Regions from separate parts of the Arachis hypogaea genome. Here region 1 is linked to region 2. Evidence: chromatin contacts called from public Hi-C data. All regions are on one chromosome and are shown on one strand. The core of a region is the stretch at or near the end of the contact, and the rest is flanking DNA. Distances in the headings are between cores, read along the strand shown. Region 1 holds the start of LOC112750103 (two-component response regulator ORR3). Region 2 holds the start of LOC112750102.

Region 1 (4,714 bases), core at 1,853-4,352, 180 kb after region 2:
GGGATAACTTCATCACAGGAAAGCTTCCCTCTTTCAAACCGTCGTTGGGTGTAGACTGTAGACCACCCTCTTTTGGAGTTTAAAATTAATTTTCAAATTTTGGTGATTATTAATAAATATAAAAAAGTGAATTGGGACAATTTTGTAATTATCTTTTGTAGTTTCATCAAATGGAACTCTCGTATGCAACTCTATCAAATACTTTGCTAAGTAACTAAGACCCAATCTCTAAAAACAAGAAAGTAACAATAATAAAAAAAATACATGTTAAAAAAAGAATTATATCTCACTTTAAAGTTAAATTTAAATATTTTTGTTATCTATAAAATATTTAAAGTATAGTATTCATAAGAAGAAATTAAAATACTATGAAAGAGAGAGAAAAAAAAGAAAAAGATAAAATGATAAAACATTCATAGGATAAAAAATAACTAAAATATGGTAGATGAGACTAAATTACTCTATATGTTAATACGAAAAAAATAAATAGGACAACCAGCAAAGAGAAGGATAATAATAGTCCCATCAACACCACTTGTTTTTTTTATTTCCCTTAAAAGAAGCGGGAGAAAACTAGCTACAAAGCTAAAAACATAGGAAAATCCAATGTTCTGAAAACTGGTTCGAACCAGCCGGTCAAACCGGTCGAACCGTGAACTGGATCCCAAAACGATTCGGTCAATCAGCAAAACTGCGAAATCTGAAAACCGACGTTGAACCGGTGAACTGGTTGGTAACCGATCAGTCGAACCGAATCGTGATCAGGCCGGTTTTTTGGCAAAACAGCAAAATGCTACCGTTTCTCGCTCTAAAACCCTAAATCAATGTTCTGATCCCTAATTGCCTTCACAAAATCACAATTCTCATCGAGCCTCAGAATCAGAGAACGCCATCACAGTCTCACACGGCCACACGGGTTCGTTGTCGAGCAGTCACCTCCGTCGCGCAGTCTCCTCCGTCGCGCAGTCTCCTCCGTCGAGCAGTCACCTCCTTCAACCAGTCACCTCCGTCTCGCAGCAGCCATCGTTCGTGATCCACCACTGCTTGGTTCACTCGGCGTCGCTGTCTCCCACTCTCCCTATTGCATGTTCTTCCCTTTTTCCTCAGCTTAAGAGCCAACACGACACATCACAACGCAAAAGAGTAACCATTAATCATCCCTGTATACTTGAAGAGGATTCATCTGAAACTATTCTCTTCTCTTCCTCTGAGCTCATCCTTCAACAATGGCGACCGTGATGCAGAAAATAAAGGATATCGAAGATGAGGTACCCTATGCTTTGTCTCTAATGCTTCCTTCCTTCCTTCCATTGTATTCTCAATGGAACTTGGTTGCACGCCTCGATTCGTATCCGTGAAAGTATAACATTTTTGGACTACAAACTAATCCATAAGTTGTTTTCCTCTGCAGTAGTAGGGTTACTACCGTTTGATTACGAATTACGAAATTTTAAAGCCATATCCTAGGATCCAGTTTTAAGGTGTTATTAATACAAATGATTTACACTTAATATGATTCTTAAGAAGCTCTATGCATTTCTAGAGTTGGAATAGAAGCTGTACTTAATTGTGATTAATGTTCCTTAATCGGAATTATTCTCGCCAGAAACTCCTAAATTCTATTTTCGTTGGAGTTCATATTTCAGTACATATTGCAACTTCGTCTGATTAGTGATTATGTTCAATAATATTTAAGCATCAAGTAAGATGAGATTGTAATAAATTCCTTGTTACTCAGAATAAGTGAAGTTTTTATGTTTAGGCTAAAACTAAAACAACTAATACTGTAGATACCTCTAAGTCGTAATTCTGGTTGAATATGTATAGATTGAGTTTGAGAGATTGATAGCTACGATAAGGTTTCATATTATTTCTGTGCATGTGCTTTGTTTCCTTTACTCCCTGCATATGGTAATCAAGAACTAAGGAACTGTATTGATTGTTCAAAGATAAGGTTCCCAAGGTTTTGTATTCTTAGGGACAATTTTGTATGAAAAATTGTCATTTTTTGAGGGGTGTATAAAAATTCAGAAAAGCACCTTGCATCATATCAACTAATAATACACAAGGTTCTGTATTGTTAGTGATTAAATGTTTGTTCTAAACCCTGCTGCTGTTGTTTTTAAATTTATGAGTATGCTATTTTTGAATTTTTGTTGATAGATTTATTGATTTCAGAGTTTAGGGTGATTCATGAAATTGAGAATTGGTTTGTTGGTACTTCTCTATATGTATAATTGTTCTATGTCTTGGTGTTGAGTCTCACAAATCTTCTCAATTACTTACAGGTATGGTTTCTTTCTTGAATGAGATTTTATTTTTCCAAAAGAAATCAATAGAGGATTAGGGTTGTGGATTTTTTAATTGAGTGATGAGTGTAAAGTTGAAGATGATGATGACAAAAGTGTTTGGAAACATATATTTTAAGAGTGTTTTAAAAAAACTTTTAAGTTTGTAAATTGATAAGATCATATAATTTTGGTGTGTGTATTTATATTTTATTTATTATTTTATTATAAAACGATTTTTTCGATTTAACTACAATTGAACCGATTAAACCTATAAATCGATGAACCAGTAACTAAAATGGTTCAATGACCGATTCGTTTTCAGAACATTGAGAAAATCAACTCTATTTTTAACCTATATATAAGCTTATAAATATATAAGCTTATAATTAGGGTTTAACTTTAATACAATAACTATATACTTATTTGCGTGACTATCTACACATAATAATATAACTATATGAGAGAATCAATATATATAAGAAAAAATCACGAGGCCTAACTAAACTGACGTAGTAAGATATAAATGAATTGGTAATTACTAATCACATCTACATACATTAATTAGTGTACGCAATCGAATGACATTTTATGATTATTAATATAAAATTAGATGTTAATTTGCATACAGCAGAATTAAATAAGTAAAGAAAAGATAATGTCAAGAAACAAATATTATCATATAAAATAAATTAAGTTTGACTTCTATAGCAATTATCTTAAAACTACATATGGCATTATTGTATATACATAATTAGTTGTCATAGTCAAAATACATTGGGCTTAAAATGTACCAAAATCAAAATATTAACATAAGTACACATATTTTATGATATGTTTGTTAAAGAAAGTCATTTAAGAACACATCGGGAGTGGATTTCAGAATCTCAGCGACATCTCCTCCAAAAAAATAAAGAGAAAAAGAGCGGATTTTTGAGATAATTTTAGCAAGAGAAAGATTTGATTTTCCAAAAGAGACTTATTTATTCTATTATCATTTCTCTAACTCTTTAGTGTTGGAGATAGAATTAGATAGCGTGACATGGAGGTACGGACAGATAGACAATTATGAATGAAAAAAACGTAACAACACAACACAACATGTTATTACTACACAACAATTAACACTACAAACCCCTGTATTTAAAGATTTTATCTCCCACGTTAAGGAATGCTCTTCCTCTTTTCTTTTCATTTCTCTCTCTACTCTCTCTATCCCTTGTCTCTGTTTTTCTCCTTTGGTTCTTCTCCTTCATGACTCAAGTGATGGAGAGAGACGGCGTCGTTTCAGAAGAAGTTCATGTCTTAGCCGTCGATGATAGCCTCGTCGATCGGAAGGTCATTGAGCGCTTACTCAAAATCTCAGCTTGTAAAGGTAAACACTATAATAACTCAAAAATTTTTCTTTTCTTTTTATGCAGGCTTATTCAGTGTTAGGAATTTAATTTGTTTGATCTGAGATTTTTTTTTCCCTTGGAAAATTGCAGTTACTGCTGTTGATAGTGGAATCAGTGCCCTGCAGTTACTGGGGCTGGACGAACAGAGAACATCTGAATCAGATGATTTTGTGGTATGTATATCAATATCATAGAAAATGAAAATTTTACCCTATGAATAATGGGTAAATATATAAATTAAATAAGAATATAATATTCGTCTTTTTTTATTTTTTTTCATTTCTCTTGGCAGGGTTTAAAGGTAGATCTAATTATCACAGATTATTGCATGCCTGGAATGTCTGGTTATGATTTGCTCAAAAAAATCAAGGTACAAAAAAAAACAAATTAAACACAATCCCAACAAAAAATAAAAAATAAATAAATAATAAAAAATTGCTAATTAAACAATGCTTATTTAATTTAATGCAGGGATCGTCCACTTTCAGAGAAATTCCGGTCGTCATCATGTCCTCGGAAAATATCTTGCCACGAATTGACAGGTAATGTTAGGAGTTTAATTTTAATGTACTGATATTTTTTTTAAATTTTAATTTTAGTTTTTGGTTTTACGTAGTAAGAAAAAATTGATTGATGAGTTGAAAAATGTTGGAATATGTAGATGCTTAGAGGAGGGAGCAAAGGATTTCATAGTAAAGCCAGTGAAGTTATCTGACGTGAAACGGTTGAAGAATTATATGAGCACCGCCAGCAGGGACGTTAGCGCCGCCGAAGCCGGAGGTTGCAGCGGTGGCGGTGGTGGTGGTGGAGGAGGAATTAACAAAAGGAAGCTTTCAGACACTACCGCCTTTGATTATCTGTCATCATCTCCACCGTCCATTTCGTCCTCAATAACCCCCTTATCATCGCCGTCCGAGTCTTCTTCATCGCCTTCTCCGTCGCCATTATCTTCGCCCATCAGATCGCTTGATTCTCCAATCCGACGGCTTAAAATGACCGGCGGAGATTGAGTTTTGCTGTGTCGGCCCC
Region 2 (4,124 bases), core at 1,454-3,953:
AGAGGATGGCTCTTTACATTCCAAAAACAAAGCAATTTGAGTAGCAGGGAAGCAACAACACACTATCTTCCACAGCAATAGGTTGCCTGAAAGGATTTACCTGAACCTACAAGGAGAATTCACAATAATTCATTAGAAGACAGGGTGACAGAGAGAGAGAGAGAGAGAGAGAGAGAGAGAGAGAGACCAATTACAAGCAGAAAAAGAACTAATAAAAGCTTACAGGCAGTCTAAAAGAGCGACTAATTACATTCTCAATGCAACTTGCTGCAAGATGACAAGCTTCCTCACAATAATCAGTAAAAACGGCTGGGACATCTAGTTTTTCAATTAACTCCTGTTATTTTGACACCAAAATAGAAAAGGAGTAACATAAAACGCACTTCGAATATACCCTAATTGTTGTTTGTTTAAGTACAATAATAAAGAGGAAGGTAGAACCTATAACTAACACCAAAATAAAGGATAAGAACATGGTAATGACATACAATACTAGGTAACCAACTTGGATAGGCAGCAATGCCACCATTTGGAGCAATCACTAGATGAGGGGAGGAATCCTGCAAGTATAATGTTAATTAAGAGGAATTTATTGTGTTCAAGTACAGCAACATATTCGAATTCAGGAACAAGCATTTCTCAATATTAGTTTTATATTGGTTCTTATCTAATATTAAATTAGATACCTTAACAATATCTCTATATCGGTCGTGATAGAGTCCATGCCACAGCTGCAGTGTTACTGCCGAAGTAATGCCACTCTGTGTTGATAAAATGGCATTTTCACTCGCTGATTTGCAGGTACTCTGGTCTTCATTGGAAGAAGCATATCTGGAAATGCTGATCTTCTCACCATCCCTGTTAACACGGAGGGATGAAGGACAAATAGTTAGAGCAAGTAGTGTCGAGTATCAGCTCATAGAACATTTATTTACTGATTACAGCAATGCATCAGACCTTTGTGGAGGAATTGCAGGTCCAACAAGTTCAATATGAATATGTACGCCGGGGAAGAGTGCCTGTAGTTCTCCAAATACATCTAGTTGTAGCAATTCTTTCTCAGGTCCTTCCATTAAAAAAAAAAATGATCATTAATGCTTGAATATGTAGTGTAAAAAAGAATTCATATTTAAATTTGAATGCTTCAAAAGAACGGGGAGTTTTTAAGAAATTATATACCAAGGTAATGTAGGTACAACTTATCACAGACTTCAGGATTCAGGGTTCCAATTCCAACTAGTTGAGCAGCATGATATATTGTAAGTGGCTGAAACAGGCAAAGCATACAATTTAAAAAATAAAAAATAAAAGAAGTTATCAAAGATATTGTGGGTTATATCCTTCTTACACCTCTAATTTTATCAGAGGAGGAAACTTTCAATGGTGGTTTCTGCTCTATTAAGTAGTCAACAGAAAACAAATACATTCCGCAAGTTCCAGTTTATAATTTGCAAGGTGAAATTAGAAATTCTTTTCTTTTTTAAATATTTTCAAACACTAGTGGGAAAATTGTTTTAAAGGCCCTGCACATTCCATCTAACATTAACTACATCAAAAGATTAGGTCCATTCCCCTTCTTGTACTTCTTTAGTTACAAACAAACTAAAAAAGCCTAATTGTTACATAATCATACCCAGTGAAATGGGATAGACACTTTTGAGAAAGAAAAAAAGAAAGAAAAGGGGCTACACAATCATACCCAGTGAAGCAGCAGAGCAGCAGGCGAGTCCAGTGGAATGCACCTCCAATTATAGTAGTCACTCCAACTATGCAACTGCACCGGAATTTGAGATTCGGGTGCTAAACATTTATATATTGGATTTTATTTTCTTTTCAATTTAATACATATGAGGAACTTGGAATGGAGAAACAAGCTTCAATTGTATTACCATAACAAGGATACAAATTTCTTGGAAGATCCCAACTGTTGTTTAACCTGCCAAAACTAAACTCCTTAGACCAAAGCTTGTTCTAAGCCAAGTAAATACACCATAAAATGTCTGAACTTTCTATTTTGTAATGATTAGGGCAAACATAATTTTGATTAACAAAAAGTTTCAGAATATGAAGCTTGAAGGAAACAAGAGAACCGTAAACAATCAAATGAAGCAGACGATTCGCCACAACGGCATTCGATCATCCACATCCCCTTTTGATGGATTCCCCTCTTGCTCAAGAAAGAACACCTAGTTTCCTGCTTCAAACAAATCTGTTGAAAAAGCTAAATTAGCATAAAAAAAACATATATGAACACTTTACGGTAACAATGTTTTCTTTGAAGGTTGTTAGAATCAGAAATCACCTGAACTGTAGCTTCTTGAGAGAAAGTGAAAGGAAAATCATTGAGTAAATGCACACTCTCCATCTGTTGCTCTAACCTATCACACTCATGTTTGTGGCTACTCCAGTGTTCAATCTAGGGTTCAAAGAAAAAACGGAGAGATATGAAGAAATTTGTGAAACGCAGAACTATTCAGCGAGCGAAAATATGTTCAAAACTGCGGATCAGAAATTGAGATAGAGAGAGGGACCTGATGAGAGAGAGAGCAATAAGCGACGGCTCCGCAGCGAGCGCAGGGCCTGGTGGCGGCGCCGGTGCAGCGCGTTCTTCCGCTGCCCTTCGCGGCGCACTCCATCTTCTCCTCCGACGTTTCTCTCTGCAATCGGTGCTCATGTGCATGGCGTGTGTGGCCCAGCCCAAGTCTCCAAGCCCACTAGGGCCCATTTCTATGTTATCTTGGACCAAGATTGATTAGTTGAGCAAAGTCCATTATCATTTTCAATAAACGGATTTTTAGTGATAAGATAAAAACAAAATAAAAAAACAACTTGAACGGATTACTTGATTAGTCCACTTATTCCGCAACCTCTTAATTGAGTATGAGAAGATTATGCCATTTGAGTTATAACTCATTGGTGATACCTCTTAATTGAGTATGAGAAGATTATGCCATTTGAGTTATAACTCATTGGTGATTAGTCCACTTATTTATTTTTTTTTATCAAAGATAGGAGACTCGAACCCGTAACCTCTTAGTTGAGTATGGGGAGACTATGTCATTTGAGCTATTACTCAGACTAAAAACTTGAAAAGATAGGAGACTCGAACCCGTAACCTCTTAGTTGAGTATGGAGAGACTATGCCATTTGAGCTATTACTCAGACTAAAAACTTGAAAAGATAGGAGACTCGAACCCGCCCTCTTAATTGAGTATGGGGAGTCTATGCCATTTGAGCTATTATTCATTGGCTTAAAATTTGGAAAGATAGAAGACTCGAACCCGCAACCTCTTAATTGAGTATGGGGAGTCTATGCCATTTGAGCTATTACTCATTGGCAAAAATTTGGAAAGATAGGAGACTCGAACCCGCAACCTCTTAATTGAGTATGGGGAGTCTATGCCATTTGAGCTATTACTCATTGGCTAAAAATTTGGAAAGATAGGAGACTCGAACCCGCAACCTCTTAATTGAGTATGGGAAGTCTATGCCATTTGAGCTATTACTCATTGGCAAAATTTGGAAAGATAGGAGACTCGAACCCGCAACCTCTTAATTGAGTATGGGGAGTCTATGCCATTTGAGCTATTACTCATTGGCTTAAAATTTGGAAAGATAGGAGACTCGAACCCGCAACCTCTTAATTGAGTATGGGGAGTCTATGCCATTTGAGCTATTATTCATTGGCCAAAATTTGGAAAGATAGGAGACTCGAACCCGCAACCTCTTAATTGAGTATGGAGAATCTATGCCATTTGAGCTATTACTCATTGGCAAAAATTTGGAAAGATAGAAGACTCGAACCCGCAACCTCTTAATTGAGTATGAGGAGTCTATGCCATTTGAGCTAGTCTATGCCATTTGAGCTATTACTCATTGGCAAAAATTTGGAAAGATAGGAGTTGAGTATGGGGAGTCTATGCCAGACTCAAACCCGCAACCTCTTAATTGAATATGGGGAGTCTATGCCATTTGAGCTATTACTCATTGGCTGATTAGTCCACTTATTCACTTAAACAAATGTTTGAGTTTAAATACTATTTTTGAATTATATGTAATAACTTATTAATTAGTGACCAATTCTTAAATAAAATATATTATAAAAAATTTGTTTTCTTTTATTT

What was found. Hi-C and Micro-C count contacts between places; a contact is called where the count stands out from the background.
Region 1: a contact with region 2 is called in a Hi-C map of leaf, with 2.3 times the contacts expected there. The contact joins the promoter of LOC112750103 here to the promoter of LOC112750102 in region 2. A contact is called at or near these places in 3 of 8 Hi-C or Micro-C datasets (leaf and an unstated tissue).

What each region holds. Positions count from the first base shown.
Region 1 is chr15:30,422,519-30,427,232 of arahy.Tifrunner.gnm2.J5K5, forward strand. It overlaps LOC112750103 (two-component response regulator ORR3), which reads left to right and starts at 3,103. Exons shown (of 5, transcript XM_025798654.3): 1 at 3,103-3,663; 2 at 3,776-3,858; 3 at 3,978-4,055; 4 at 4,157-4,227; 5 at 4,347-4,714. The coding sequence starts at 3,543. The coding sequence ends at 4,695.
Region 2 is chr15:30,246,599-30,250,722 of arahy.Tifrunner.gnm2.J5K5, forward strand. LOC112750102 reads right to left here and starts at 2,704. Exons shown (of 10, transcript XM_029293352.2): 1 at 2,532-2,704; 2 at 2,303-2,416; 3 at 2,091-2,209; 4 at 1,890-1,936; 5 at 1,700-1,800; 6 at 1,180-1,267; 7 at 958-1,066; 8 at 687-858; 9 at 18-106. The coding sequence starts at 2,636.